Regions from separate parts of the Mus musculus genome. Here regions 2, 3 and 4 are each linked to region 1. A link is a contact called in public promoter capture Hi-C data. All regions are on one chromosome and are shown on one strand. The core of a region is the stretch at or near the end of the contact, and the rest is flanking DNA. Distances in the headings are between cores, read along the strand shown. Region 1 holds the start of Susd4 (sushi domain containing 4). Region 2 holds the start of 9130409I23Rik (RIKEN cDNA 9130409I23 gene). Region 3 holds the start of Cnih3 (cornichon family AMPA receptor auxiliary protein 3). Region 4 holds the start of Ccdc121 (coiled-coil domain containing 121).

Region 1 (3,643 bases), core at 413-2,912:
CCCAGGCTTGGGACAGATGAACTTGGATGGTCCTGTTGGCCCTGGTAGTCTTATAAGCCGATTGTTGCAGCTAAGCGGCAGACTTCAGATACATTTGTTGCATGGTCAACAAATAGTTTTATGCCCTGTGGATCTGACAGCTATTTTTAAAACGGTAGATATTTTATTGAGAATAAGCTAGAATAAATATTCAATTTGCAGCGAACAATCTTAGGACCTTGGAAACACAGAAAAATGCCCAAGTAATGCTTTGGGCTTCAGAGTTCAGGCTTTAGCAGAAATGCATTTGTGATAACCAAAACTGTTCAACTTACTCCGTGCAAAGCTGACATCTCAATTTTACAAATCGAAAAAAAAAATCAACAACATTGAACTAGATTTATCTACTAAAAGCTAATTTCTCCTGCAAGAATTTGTTAAAATTACTCGCAGTAAAAGCCAACACGGTAAAAGCTGTAATTTCCAAACTACCTTCAGTATGTGAGATTTTGGGAAAGTCGATAGAAGGACGAGATGATTTGGTGGCTGTATCAGAAACATGGTTTTTCATATCCACAAATTGCTACAGAATAATGGGGATCCAGTGGTTCAAAAATACTGCCTGCCGGCCCTACCTCATTAAGGCACACCCCTTAATCACCAAGGCTCACACAAGTACCCTAGGAGCCGGCCCAGACCTCAGAGGGAGGTCTAGCTTGCTGGGGAACAGCAAAGGTTGGGAGAACAGAGCTAGCAGCAGGCTGAACTTAAGACACCAGGAAGGGACCGCTGACCAGGGGAACGTTCTTTCCTGGGGACCCCTGATCCTTTCGGGTTCTTACCCAAAGGAAATAAGCTTCCGGTGATATCCAGCTTTCCCGCATTGGCACCCATCATCTCACTGCCCGGTCACTTGTCTCCCTGAGGGAGAGCCTCTCAAGAGAAAGCTCCGAGAGATGCTTGCGTCTATCTCCAAGGCAGCCAAGAGGGAAAATGCCGACGGTGCAAGGGACGGGAGACAGAGACCCAGCCTCCTCGGGCTGTCCACTGGGCTCTAGGGGAAGCTCACACCCGTGGAGATGTTCGGGGTCACCAAGAACTTGAGGTTTTAGCAGCAAGGGTTGTGCTTACACCGCCCCATTCAAGTTAACCCTGTCATCGGTGATGGTCCTGGGTGGGATCATCCTGTCCACCTCCACCTTCGAGGTCACAGCCTCTGGTGGCACACACGGGGCTAAGGGCTCCAGAGGCCACTGGTGAAGGATCGCGGCGCAGACCTGCGGTGTGTGCGCGTGCGTGTGCCTGGGTATGTGTGCGTGCATACGCGTATGCGCGTGTGTGAATGCGTGTGCGTGTGTGCCGCCGCCTGGCGACTCGTGCCCGACAGGTGCAGGCGCGCCGGCTTCCCATTGGCCACGGCGTCCTCCTCCGCCCACGCCATCCCCTTACCCCTGCTACCGGCGCTGGCTGGGACCCGCCGAGGCGCGTGCAGGCCCGCGCGCCCCTGCCCTTCCCGCGCGCGCCCGGGCCTCGTCCCTTCCTCCCCCTCTCCGCGCCGCCGCCGCGCGCTCCCGAGCTCAGGTAGCGGGCGCGCGCAGCCCGGCAGCCGTGGCCCTCGTCACCCCCGCCCCCGGCCACTCGGGGGAGCCCGGGGAGGGAGCGCGCGGCGGGACGGGCGGGGGCGGTGTAGCCCGGCAGCCGCCGAGGCTTCCGTCTCGCTCGCTCGCTCGCTCCTCTGTCTTGCTCGCTCGCTCGCTTGCTTGCTCGCGCAGAGGCGGCAGCAGAGGTCGCGCACAGATGCGGGTTAGACTGGCGGGGGGAGGAGGCGGAGGAGGGAAGGAAGCTGCATGCATGAGACCCACAGGTAAGAGCCGGAGCCCGGAAGGGGCTTGCCTGCCCCGGGGAGGCGTGCGCAGGCCGGGCTGGGCGAGTTGGCTCCTGGCTCAGCTCCCCTAAGGGAGGAATTTTTAAAATAAAAATAACAGCTCAGATTTCATAAGGGACTGGGGCAATAGGAGCCTCCCAATCCTTGGAAAAGCAGAGAAGTATCCAGGGGCAGCAGGGGGCACATTGTGAGATTCCTCAGAGTGAAATGTACAGGCCCGGGGAAAAGTGTTTTCTCAGCCGCTTGATGCTATAAGGCTTTAGACTTTCCTGTCATGATCAGAGCCGCTGAATCCCGGGGACCAGCACAGAGCCAGTGTGCACTAACCCCTGTCCTCTCTCCCCTCCTCCATCCCTCCCGCACGCGCAGTATCCCATGGTGGCTGCTACTCTCTGGACCCTGCATGGGGGGTGGCAGGGAGGATCTCGCTGTGGGAAAGGGGGCGGGGGCTGCGCAGGGGCGAACAGGGATGGGATGGGATGGAGCCCGCAAAGCCCAGGCACCGGGCCCCCAGGGTGGAGGAGGGAGAGCTTGGCCCCAGAGCCCGGGCAACCCCGGGGTATTGTCGTGTTCCGCTCCTGGTTGCAGACTCTCGCAAGCTGGATGCCCTCTGTGGATGAAAGATGTATCATGGAATGAACCCGAGCAATGGAGATGGATTTCTAGAGCAGCAGCTGCAGCAACAGCAGCCTCAGTCCCCCCAGAGACTCTTGGCCGTGATCCTGTGGTTTCAACTGGCGCTGTGCTTTGGCCCTGCACAGCTCACGGGTGGTGAGTGACCCCGCTGTGGTGGGGGGAGCTTTGAATGGCCCAGCAGGGAGGGGAGACTGTACCGACCGGACAGCACTGCGCCTTCTGCATACGTGCAGACTTTAGGGGTGCCTGAGAAATAGAGTCCCTGTGTCCCAGCCTTCTGCAAAACCCCTGGAGTTCACAGAAAATTGTGTGGAACCGGTGTAGGTTCGCACACCCACCGGCAGCCCAATTGGGCTTTTCTGAAGGAAGGATAAGAAGCCTGGCACATTTTCCCATTTTGGCCCAGAGGAAAAAGAGGATCAAAGGAGTGTGTGGGGGTGGGGGTGGGGGGAAGCAGTGTATTTGTAGCCCTTCGACCCTTGATCTTTGCCCTTCACACACAGGTCAGGTTTGGGCTTCTGGATTTGAACTACTTTAGAATAAACCGTCTTGAAGAATGTGAAGGGTCTGAAAACATGGTCAGACCAGTTGAAGGACAGGTTTATTTGAAAGTTAACTTTCTCTTTCTTGGAGGTGGTGTGCTGAGGCATGTCTGTGACTGTTGGGGGTGGGGAAGGGCTGCAGAGTTCCCTTCAGGTATGTTTCTGGAAGACTGCTTAGCGAGGTCTGAATTACGGTGGGGATTAAGTCAAGGACTCTTCTGTGAAGTGGAAGTTCTGAAACCAAATTGATAGCCCCAGTCCCTGTAAGGCGGCTAATCTATAATATGCTTGATTCCAAGCGAGAGGGCTATCTTTTGGTTGTGGTCAAGGAAGACAGATGGAGTTCCGGTCTGAATTTCTCCCCCTTAAGTCTCCCCCTTTCTTCCTTGTGCACCACCGTCCATCATTCCTGCCTGTTCCGGATCCTCCTTGAGACATTGCTGATGTGGGCTTGTGAAGGACAGGCTTGCGTTCTCCTAGCCGAAATACAGAGGATGCCTAAGTAGATAGATTGTCATTTGACGAAACACAAGTATTGCTTGGCGTAAATGAACCATTTCCACATTGGAAAATATTGCTGTCTCGGAGACTTTGAAGGTGA
Region 2 (3,643 bases), core at 614-3,113, 1.7 Mb before region 1:
GGTGGGTAGGGGAGTGGGTGGGGGGAGTATGGGGGTACTTTTGGGATAGCATTGGAAATGTAAATGAAGAAAATACCTAATTAAAAAAAAACTAGTCTTTCTCTTTTTTCCTCTGTCTGATACCAGGTGGTTCTTCTGATATGAGACAAAGATTTTAGATTTTCCTTTAACAAGCATGTGTGGGTTTAGATTAGGAGAGAGCCTCTCTCCAAACCCAAAGCCAGCTTTCCTTAATTGAATTGGGACCACATGAAGAGCAGTTGCCACTTATGTCTGTAGAGGGCAGCAATACCACTTAGCCAACTTACTCTTTTTTGGGGGGAGGGAGTGGGGGGACATTTTCTCTTGCTGGCCTGGCCTTTTTCTTCAGATGTTTCAGTTGCCCTGTGGTCCCAGATTCCTTAGTTGGGTGCTTTTATTCTCCTGGGAAGATAAAACCAAAACCCTGTCCCAACTGCTTACCTCTGGGAAAGGGATGGCCTTTTCTGGCAGGTTATATCTTTCCTAGGGCAAAACCTCTCGACAACAAAAAAAGTTTTATCTTTCAATTGAAATTTTAAAAGATCCTTTTGAAAATTTAAAACTAAATATCTTAGTGGGTAAATTACACCTATAATCTCCTTTCTCTTTATATATAATTTCAAGAATTAAGTGTATTTATTTTTAGATCTAAAGACTAAGCCTTTGTCCAAAGGGGTGGATTTTATTCTGACCACCTAGCCAAGAGGAGATTCGGAGCATCCTCTGTCCTCCTGACCAGGGAGCATTACTGTGTCCAGCTGTCTTTACTTGAGTCACCAAAAGGTACCAGAAACAAGACCAAACTAAGAAAAAGAACTGGGAAGCTACCAAAAAACAAAAAAAACTTTCCTCCTCATAGAGGGCCAGCTGGCTTCCTGGCATTCACTGTCAGTAACTGAGGGATGTTCCAGGGTAGGGGGCTTCCCGGCCAATGTACCAAATGTTGGGGTCCAGGAATTGCCCCACGAAACACACGAACACCCATCTCAGTCCAACAGGGATGGTTTATTGAATGCATATTCTAAGACTGATCCATCAGGGCTGTAGTTCAGAATTCGGGGGGGGGGGGGAAGGGGGAGGCGCTGAAGCTACGACCTTGAACATTATTTTTTATATCAGTTTATAAAGGATAAAACCACACCAAAAACAAAAAAACAAAAACAAAACAAACCAAAACAAAACTACAACAAAACCACAATGAGTTCATACGCAGGTGCTGGGAATGCTGCTGGGTAGTCAGTCCTGACTCAAGCCAATGCAGACATAACAGTTCATATTGACCTCTAATACAAAGGGTGCTACGTAAAACTTTGTGATTTTTTTTTTCTTTTAAGATTAACAAACCTTGACTGGCAGTGGTGGTGCACGCCTTTAATCCCAGCACTTGGGAGGCAGAGGCAGACGTATTTCTGAGTTTGAGGCCAGCTTGGTCTACAGAGTGAGTTCCAGGACACAGAGAAACCCTGTCTCGAAAAACAAAAACAAAAACAAAAAAGAAAAAGAAAAATATCAACAAACTCATACAGACTGTAACAGGGGACTCACAGCACAACCCGGCTCTGAGTCAAGTTATTTTTCTGTGCCAATAACTGACAGGCATTTTACAAGTACACTATGAAAAAGTTGGCAGGCATGGAACAAAATGGCTGCAGCCGTGCTAGGGCAGAGGCCTGGCCTTTACGTGCAGGGTCAGTGATACCCATAGACTGCAGGAGGGTACATCCAAACCTCAGACCCTGGAGGCACAGCCTGCAGAGTCAGCTGACCAGGCCGGGCTGGTGACTGGGTGGTGTTTAGCACCTCCTCAAAGGTATTACTCAGCCTGTGAAGGGGATAAGAGATGCAGGCCACAGCTGCTATTGATCCTGTCACCCTCTCGGAGTTGCACCTGGAGCAGATCCTAGGGCAGGTGTGCACACCAGCCATGAGGAAACTCGCATCACTGGAAGATGCTGAGTGGGTGTACAATGATCGGCTGCATAATGATCGACGTCGGGAGATATTGGGTGAGATTGCCTGTGTGTGTGTGTGTGGGGGGGGGGGGAAGACCTTTCATCCCAGTACCCAGGATGCAGAGCCTTGTGGTTCGTTTTGAGTTCTAGTCCCATTTCGTTTACCCAGGAGAGCTTGAGTGTGAGAGAGAGAACCCTTGATTTGAGCATATTGCAAATCACTTATGCATAGTTGATAGGAAACGACATACGACAATCTTATCTATGCTATATACATATTGCATAAAAATAAAAATAATTATTGATAATAATTAATAGTGTGATATCCACCTACATGAAAACTCACCCTCAAACAATGGAATTCGGTGTTCTCACCGGTAGCCGGGGAAAGTCAAAGAAACGGGAAGTTGTCATCGATTCTTGTTACAAGAGGGGGACTTTCCCCACAAATCTAGCCATCCCATTTGAAAAGCAGAAAGGACTTTATATTTCTCCATGAAAATTCGACCATATTCGAGGAGGAATGAGTGCTGCTCAGGATTTCCTTTCTGGGAACAGAGATGGATGGCCATCGGGAAGAAAACCAGGGCCGTTGCTTGAGTTACGTCGACATGATAGTGTATTTCTGAAACTTTGGTCACTTTCTAAGAAGTCCACGTCACAAAATTGACAGAAATGCCTGATCGACCAAACATGCTCAAAAAAAAAAAAATCTCAAAATAAACTAAAATTTTATGTAAAGCAAGGATGCCAGAAAAGGGACAAAACTGGTTCTCAGCAATGGGAGCTGCAGAAACTACTGAGAGTGAGGTGCTGGGCAGAGAATTCACGGAGGTGGGGCTGGGGATGTACTGGATGGTTGAATGCTGGAGCAGCCCACGTGAGGCCGCAGCCAGCATCCTGCTGAATAAGGAAAGAACCCAGAGCACTTGCTCTGCATCCGGGAAGAAGTCCGGGGGTGCTACTTACTGTTCTCTCTCTCTCTCTCTCTCTCTCTCTCTCTCTCTCTCATTACCTCCCCCTCCCCCTCCTTCCCTTCCCCCTCTCTCTAGCTCTGGCTTTCTTACCCCATTCTCTCTCCTGTTCTCTCACTTTTCCCCCCTTTTCTGTCCCCCACCCCAACAAGCAGTCGCTGTTTATTAACTGACCAGCTTACAGAAATACCCAGGGGACCCTTCCTCCATCCTTCACATAAGCCTGTCTGTCTGGTCTACAGCATCTGCATCTTCTAGTGAATGTGTGGTCTTTTTTATTTTTCCTTCATTCCACCTCTTGGAGACGATATTTGGGCCATGGGAGGCTGTTTGCTTCCTTGAATTGTATAGATCCCAGGAATTATATTCTTTATGCAAATGATGCCGTATTTCTCAAGAGATCGAGCAATCAAAGAATTATCTGTCGAGGCAATTCTCTTCTTATTGATTTTGCCCTAACCAGGCTTGTAGATTAGCTCATTTACCAACTTCTGGTTGGGGTCCTTCCATGTGCGTTCCCCAATTCCCAGGGTGTGGACTGAAGTCTTGTTGAATTTAACAAAGGTGTCTGTCATTGAAGACCTGGTAGAAGCAGAGAAGCTGCAGCACGTTGTGGAGTCCATAGCCTTGGTGCCTTGGGCTCTGATGGTTCTGCAGGTATAGGAGTTTCCAGCCATCCTTGCCAACCTAGCCATA
Region 3 (3,643 bases), core at 477-2,976, 1.4 Mb before region 1:
GACAAACATTGCATGTTCTCTCTCATAGTGGGACCTAGCACCAAATCTTGAGATTTGTGTACTTGGAGAGTCTGTAGAATTTAGGGGTGTCTCAGAGACCAGCAAAGAACAAGGGATATTGTCATTTGCTCCAGGTTGCCCACCAGAACTTGATGATAAGGTTCTATTGCAGAAGACAGGAGATGGAGAAATCAAGCTAGCATTGATTAGGGAGTTTCCTCTCTGCTTTCTACCTTTCATAGTACCACAAGGAGCTATGCAGGCTTCTGAGTGTATGTGTGGCTCATCAACAGTCTTAACCAGCTGTGAACCCAATGAATCTGAGTAATGACAATGTGGCAAGATATGCCATGGGCACAACAGTGGCATGAATGTTAAAGGGGCAATCAGCTGCTTCCCGACTGGGTTTAAGGTCTTTGAGGAGGAAACTCATGCCTGCTACTATATATCTGGCCCAGAATCCATGGTTGGGGAATTGTTCATGTCCAGAGGACACTCTCTACAATTTTGCTAAATGGAACTAGTATCAAACTGTCCTCTAACTTTGTATCTCTATACCTATAGGTTGGTGCAGCTCTTAGATCTCATGAGGGAAGTTGTTTTGTGCCGTGGAGGGCAGTTAAGGTAAATACATGACCTGTCAAAGTGCAGTGGAGTGCTCAGCCAGCCACAAATGGACAATCATATCACACTCCTTCTCCCTAAGTTTCAGGGACCATCATGGAGAGGTGGCAGAAAAGGGGCCAAAGCCTGTAAGATCCAGAGGTTGGGGAGGATGGGAGCGAAGCATTCTTTTCTGTACATAATCCGATGTTCTGAGGTGCACCTCAGATTCCCGGGGGACTTGCTTGCTACTCGTCTCTCAGGACATTTCTTCTTGCTTCCTGTGCTGACTCATCTGAAATCCAAGTTCTATCTGCAGGGTTGGATTTTTTTTTTTTTTATTGAGCAATTATGATACAATTTTTTAAGATGCTTAACCTCTGTGACAGAGGTCCCTACATTTACGGATTGACTGGGTACCAATTGCTCCCTGCTAGGTCCTGTTGGGTTTGAAGACACTCAATTGCTATTCAGGTTTTATTTAAGGAGGCTAAGAAAGTTGGAGGTAGGAGCGAGTCTGCTTTCAACAGTAAGCTCTTAGTAATGTAAGCTCTTAGTAATGCCACAGAGCAACACAGAAACACTTTCTGCACCCTTGCCTTATCCCCTCCTCCCCCACCTCCCACTCCCCACTGACCAGGTTCCAATAATCCCAAGGTCAGATGGAGCAGGATAGTGGAGGATGCGAGGGATGGGCGCTGATTCAGAATCCTATGGGGGGCACAGGGTAGAGCAGTAAAGGCACCCTAGATCAGAAGTAGATTACAGTTTGGGAAATCTGCCTAAGCAGGACCCAACCAACAGGAGCCCTCCACTCCCTCGATCCCTCACTTCCCTGCTCTGGTGTGCTCCAAAGGGCTGGAAGCCTAGGGGCGGCCGACGCGTTGTCGCCATAGCCTTCCGCCTTCCCACTCTCTCCGGGCGCACGTGCTCAAAGAGTCCCTGCCCCTCCCGCCTCCGCGCGCGCGGGGCCGCAAGTTTCCTACGAGAGGCGGGCGAGCACCGCATCTTCTCTCCGCCGCCTCCCTGGCCCCCGCCGCTGCCGCTGCAGTCTCCGCCCGCGGGGAGGGCGCGCTCTGGAGCCGGCGAGGGTGGGGCGCCGCGAGGGAGGGGTCCCAGCGCCGCATTCCTCGCGGCGCCCGCGGCAGCAGCAGAAGCAGCAGCAGCAGCAGGTGGAGCCCCATTCAGCTGCGAGCCGCTCTTGGCCGGAAACCCGCGCCGCAGCCGCCTGGCCGGGAGCTGGCCCTCCAGGCTGGAGCCCACGCCGCCCCGGCCCGACCCAGTTTCCCAGGCACCGGGTTACCGAAGCCGGCGGCCGGGGGACGCGGTTGGGTCCGGGGCCGGATGCATCTCAGTGCGCATAGCTGCGCTGGGAGACCCCAGCCCGGGGCGCAGGGCTAACGGGACCTGGCCCACCTCAAGACTTGTGCTCTGGGGACAGAGCGGCTTTGGGATTCGGAGTCCAGGCACCTGGCCGGAGGCTGTTGAAGTCTGGGTGTCGTGCTCACCCCACCTCTTTGCTTGGGCACCAACAGAGAGAGCTCTTTCCAGAGGACCGGACCTCCTCGCCTGGTCCAGAGTGGAGTCCTCGCACCCGGTGCCTGTTAGTTTCGAGAACCTTTCTAGTTGACACTGGTCTGCAGGTGTTCTCTGCTGGTTAGGTTTCTTCTTCGGCTAGGGGGACTGTTGCTACCAGAGGCATTCTGTGCCTGTGGGCGCTCCAAGTCCCGGGTCTCCAGTCCTGCCAGAATCGTCCGGGCTTCGCTGACCCTCAACTCTGTCTCTGCTTGTCGTGGGTGCTTCTAGTCGTTTGGGTTTTTACCCGGAGTGTGTAGACTAGACATCTTTCTGACTGCTAATTGGGAAGGCACTGGTCTCCAGGGAGCGGCTTTGTGTGTGGTGGGATCCGGGGTCCTCAGCCATGGCCTTCACTTTCGCTGCTTTCTGCTACATGCTGTCCCTGGTGCTCTGCGCTGCGCTCATCTTTTTCGCTATCTGGCACGTGAGTAACCTGCAGAGGCTTCTAACTCTCCTGTACCCCAAAGTCCTCCCTCCCCCCACGCCCACCTCATTTCCTCATTTCACCGGCCTTTTAGACATAGCAGGCGTGGGCGGACCGCGAGGTCAGGCAGAAGTACTTTCTGGGCAGACCTTGTCCATCTCCCCTGTCCCGGGGCAGGAGACACAGTTCTTGGCATCCTGAGACCAGGCGGTACCGCGCCGGGCGCCTACCTGCCTTGGCTGGAGCCAGTGACTGGTGGAGCCTCCCTGCGGGGCACATTCCTGGGCGTGGCAAGGTGTCCCAGCCAGGCCAGGAGTAGTGGCTCAAAACCCCATCTGCTGGGCTTCCGCACCCCACTCCCTTCTCTCCTGCCTGCAGGAGAGAAGAAGCCCTGCCAGTGTCCCAGGCAATTAGTCAAGTAACTATAACAACTAAACATTTAAAATGTCAGCATCTGTGGTGGGTTGCGTTTAGACATAATTGGAGACGAAGTGGAAACACAACCAGAGCGCCTTGTAAGAAAGAGGAAGCAGGGAGAGGCCAGGCAGGAAGGGAGGGAAATCAAGAGAGATGGGAGTGAAGAGAGAAGAGGGACGGAGGAAGACCGGGATAAATAAGGCTCTAGGTGCTGTAGATCTGACCAGGTCCCATCATCCCCAGGGCACGAGCTTCCACTCGCCATGGAGTGCAGACGGGTCCTAGATCGTCAGGTGTGGTGTGTGGAGCTGTGTGGATCGGAGGACTCCTAAAGGGGAGTAAGGAGGAGGACACAGGAGGATCTGATCTCCTGGGGACTGTGTCACATTTCACAAACCCTTGACCCACTAGCTTCCTTCCGAGGCTGCTTATGGGCCCTCTTCTCACTCTGCAAAGGCCGATCAGAAGGGCCAAGGTTCCAGTGATTGACAGGCACCACTAACAACTCAGTCTTGCCCTTCCAGCAGGGTTGGAGGTGATGGAGGGACCCTGAGATGAGCTCCTGGAGGCCTGGCTCTGGGGAGCCTTGGAGAGATTGTGTACAACAGGAGATGACCTAGA
Region 4 (3,643 bases), core at 624-3,123, 1.3 Mb before region 1:
ATCATCACATGCATGTTCTGTCATTTCAAAGGGGTGGCAATAATACCATAAAATATTGAGGGATATAGTATTTTTATTACATTAATAAATCTGGGGAGCATTAAGAACTAATTACAGTTAAATTTTGTTTTTAACAACCCTGTTTAATGGCAAAGTATATATATTCGCCAACAATGTTAAAAGTAGATGATAAGGCACATTGACAAGCTAAGTTACCCTTTAATCCTGTTGTTTTTTTTTAACTGTTTTACACATAAATAAAGCTAAACAGTTACCTTGAAGTTTTCATTGCCAAAAATTTCTGAGAAACATGAAGCTGGCTATGTTTTTCCCCATGCAGGGGCATGACCCAAAAACAAGGCTATTCTTCCAGACCAGAGCCCACAGTTCAACAAAAACAGTTCATCACAAATGCAAACCTGAAACCCTTCTAAACCAACAAACCCCTACAATTTAAAATAAGATTCTTATTTGCTTCAAATGGCCCAAAATACATAGAACATGTAAGCTATACACTATACTTTGTGGACTGCAGAGTACACATTAAGAAAAAAAAAGTGTGGTAAAATACATGTCTTAACTAGGTACTCTGAGAATTTCAAATGCTACTATAAAAATGGGTGGTATAACCCGTTAAAAAGTTTTCCAAGTGTTCTAAATCTCCGGAATCTACAACAGCCCCAGGGACACAGACAGTGAGGATGTGGGTCCCAGACAAGGAGCACGACCCCATGCTGCAACAACTGCCCTTCCTGAAAGTGTGTTTCTATTTTCCACGAAGGATACTTTTTGGCTTGTAGATTATTCCCTGCGCCTCAATTCAGTTGCAGTAGCTGTTACTTTGAACTTGCTTTTGATTTGGTGCTCAGCATGGTCTTTGAAGCTCTCTGTTCCTTGAGGCGTGGGTTATGACCACGATGATGGCGCTCGCGTTCTGCCTGCAGCCGCTGCCGCCCTCTGGTCAAGGCTTCTAGGTACCACTGCTGCTCCTTCGCCAGCTGCCGGTGCTTTTCCAGCTGGCTCCTCACAGCATCCAACCTGCCGTACTCCTGGCTCAGTTGCTGAAGCTCCTTGCGTAGCTGCTGGTTCTCCCTGTGGAGACTGCCACAGAACTCAGAATGAGCCTGCTTGGCTGCTAGCGCCAAGGCCTTGTACTTCCTCGTAAGCCCCGTGGTGTTGATCTGCCCCAGCTCCATCAGATGCCACTCTTGCAGCTCCTTCTCCATCAGTGCCTTTTCCCGCAGGAACTGGAAGTGCGCCTCCCGGTCCTTGGTCGCAGTCTCACTTCGGACTTTCTCTTGCTCCTTCTCCAAGGTCTGTATTTTCACGTCCTGGCCCTCCTTTATCTTGTAAACTGGCTTCAGTGCCTGCAACTGCTGCTTCAAATCCTTCTGGGTCTTTCTGCCCTGCAGGAGCTGGGCTTGAAGAGCTGCGTTTCTCTGGTTGTATCTGGATGCCAATTCTTGTCTCTCGCGTTCTATCTCGCCACATTCTTGGACGTACTGCTTCCACAGCTCCTCCTGTTTCTTCTCACACTGTTCCTTATTTTTACGCAGGTATTCCATGAAAAGCTGGTTTTCAGCCTGCACACGGTATTTTTCCTCTAGTAGCTGCCTGCTGTCCTTCAGCAGCCTTTCCCGCCGGCATTTGGTTTCTTGGATTTGCTGGCTCAGCTCCTTCATCGCCACCACTGTCTTCCTTTTTACCCGTTTCTCCAAGCTCGTTAGCAACTTTGGCTTGAGATATGTATTTAGAATAGTAAGGTGTGGTGTTGGCGGGGGTGCATCTCCAGGGCTCTGGGCAAGCATACTCCTTGAATCCCCAGGTCAAGGAGAGTGACTGCAAGAGAGCATGGGATGGTGGTTTGTTGTTTCAGGGCACAGAGTCCTGAGCAAATGTTCCCAAGGTTTCTCCCTCTGGTGGTCAAGGCGACCAAGCGACACTCAGCCTGCCAGGAAGTCAGAGCAGGTCAGAGGCTGTCCAGGGCTTTTCTGACTCTCTTTCCTTTTTGTTAAACAGTCACACTGTTTGTTGTCCAAACCAGTGCCAGGAAGTCCAGACAGGTGTCAGAACAGCATATGTCCTCCCTTCATAACGAGGAGGGTAGAGAAAACAGACCTGCTTGACTTTTAGAGTTTGTCAACATACTCAGCCTGGATTCCAAGTCCGGGCCTCACCACGCAGTGCATGAGGTGGCTGAAGCTGAGAGGGGTTTTAGGCCAGGCCTGTATGAGCACCGATGACCCAGCACCAGTAAAGTCCATATAGAACATCTAAGGTGATTTAGGACAATCATCACTCAAGATTTCTGAACCAGGGGTAAGAGTCCAGAGAATTGGTTTCTGTGGATATATGACTGCAGTTTTAAGGACTACCCGCTAATTGCCTTCTCCCCACTCACAAAGAAACCCTCTGTCCAATCCTCAGAAAGCTCTGAGCCTAAGTGGGGGTCCTTCAGATGCTAAGGTGGCTAAAAGGCCTACCCAGCCTCTGGCAATCGACTGTGCATGGAATGTCCATGTCTTCTGCCTTCTCTTGGTGTGTATAGTCTACATCAGGGTGTCGGGGGCTCTTTCTGCAGACCCAGTTCCTAGTGGGGCCAAAGTTAAGGGCGACTGCAGAGTCTTCTGTATGCTGTTCAGTGTCTCAATCCTTGAATACAGATAAGATCTCTTAGAGTTCATGAAAGGATGTGGAAGCTCTAAGAAGTAACATCTTCGTCCAGGACTATAGGTAGTTGGATCTGTCGGGCCCCCTGACCCCTGACCCCTGACCCCCGACCCCTTTGGCTCCCTTGGCAAGACTGTTATACTCTCCCAGAGAGTGATTCCCTAACTGCCCAAGGATTCTTCCAGTGATGGTTTCCCAGACTGCTCCCTTGAGATTCTGATTTGGGTGTTTTGGAGAGGAAAGAGGGATCTGGGGTTAATGCAATGATTCTTGCCATCAGAGTTTGACAAACACAGCGGTCATATCCCCTCACACCACAGCTCCCCTCACCCCATGGCCCCAAGCTGGAACTCAGCCTGTGCCGGATGCCTTGAAGATATGAAACCACGGGGCTTCTATAATCACTGTCCCCATGAAATCTAAATATAAGAAGACACAATGCCCATGTTGGGTAATAGCTCTGCTTCTATAGGCTCTGCCTTGATTTCCTGGAGATTCAGGATGTGAGACACAGACGAGTGCCCATAACTGGTATAATTGTGCTAACTCATCTGTTGGAGATGGGCTTTCGCAGATGCCAGCTGCGAAAAAAAGCCCAAATAAACCAAAAGAGCCTCAGCATGACAGTACAATCGAGTTCTCTGGCCGCCAGACTCACACACTGGTGATTAGCTGGAGACAGCTGCAGACAAGGTAGCGCAATAATGATCCAGGATGGGCGGGGCAAGGTGCAGGAGCGTAGGCTGTCTCCCAGGCCACGAGGGACGGTACACAACCATGGGGCCACCCAGAGCATCGAGGCAGATGACTTTAAAAGCCTTCAACTTAAGTTTAGAGAGAAAACTATGGGAAGTCCTTCATGCCGAGGCAATCACAAGGATTAAAAGAAAACTGCAAAGTAAATCTACCCAGACACAGCAAACCTTTTTCTGAAATAAAATAGAGAGGTGGGGGTTTATCTAATGTTCTTAAT

The links. Promoter capture Hi-C pulls out the DNA fragments that hold promoters and counts their contacts.
Region 2: a contact with region 1 is called in a promoter capture Hi-C map of embryonic stem cells, with 14 times the contacts expected there. The contact joins the promoter of 9130409I23Rik here to the promoter of Susd4 in region 1. A contact is called at or near these places in 3 of 39 promoter capture datasets (embryonic stem cells, hippocampal neurons and liver).
Region 3: a contact with region 1 is called in a promoter capture Hi-C map of embryonic stem cells, with 9 times the contacts expected there. The contact joins the promoter of Cnih3 here to the promoter of Susd4 in region 1. A contact is called at or near these places in 5 of 39 promoter capture datasets (embryonic stem cells, hippocampal neurons, liver and 1 more) and 1 of 484 Hi-C or Micro-C datasets (embryonic stem cells).
Region 4: a contact with region 1 is called in a promoter capture Hi-C map of embryonic stem cells, with 8 times the contacts expected there. The contact joins the promoter of Ccdc121 here to the promoter of Susd4 in region 1. A contact is called at or near these places in 2 of 39 promoter capture datasets (the HPC-7 cell line and embryonic stem cells).

What each region holds. Positions count from the first base shown.
Region 1 is chr1:182,762,554-182,766,196 of GRCm38.p6, forward strand. It overlaps Susd4 (sushi domain containing 4), which reads left to right and starts at 1,663. Exons shown (of 9, transcript NM_001356461.1): 1 at 1,663-1,843; 2 at 2,453-2,635. The coding sequence starts at 2,488.
Region 2 is chr1:181,049,374-181,053,016 of GRCm38.p6, forward strand. It overlaps 9130409I23Rik (RIKEN cDNA 9130409I23 gene), which reads left to right and starts at 1,864. Exons shown (of 3, transcript NM_001033819.2): 1 at 1,864-2,027. The coding sequence starts at 1,946. It overlaps Gm39716 (a long non-coding RNA gene), which reads right to left and starts at 2,970. Exons shown (of 2, transcript XR_003948798.1): 1 at 2,320-2,970. It also overlaps the pseudogene Gm17967.
Region 3 is chr1:181,350,902-181,354,544 of GRCm38.p6, forward strand. It overlaps Cnih3 (cornichon family AMPA receptor auxiliary protein 3), which reads left to right and starts at 1,727. Exons shown (of 6, transcript NM_001160211.1): 1 at 1,727-2,605. The coding sequence starts at 2,525.
Region 4 is chr1:181,509,578-181,513,220 of GRCm38.p6, forward strand. Ccdc121 (coiled-coil domain containing 121) reads right to left here and starts at 1,874. Exons shown (of 1, transcript NM_207280.3): 1 at 56-1,874. The coding sequence starts at 1,808. The coding sequence ends at 837.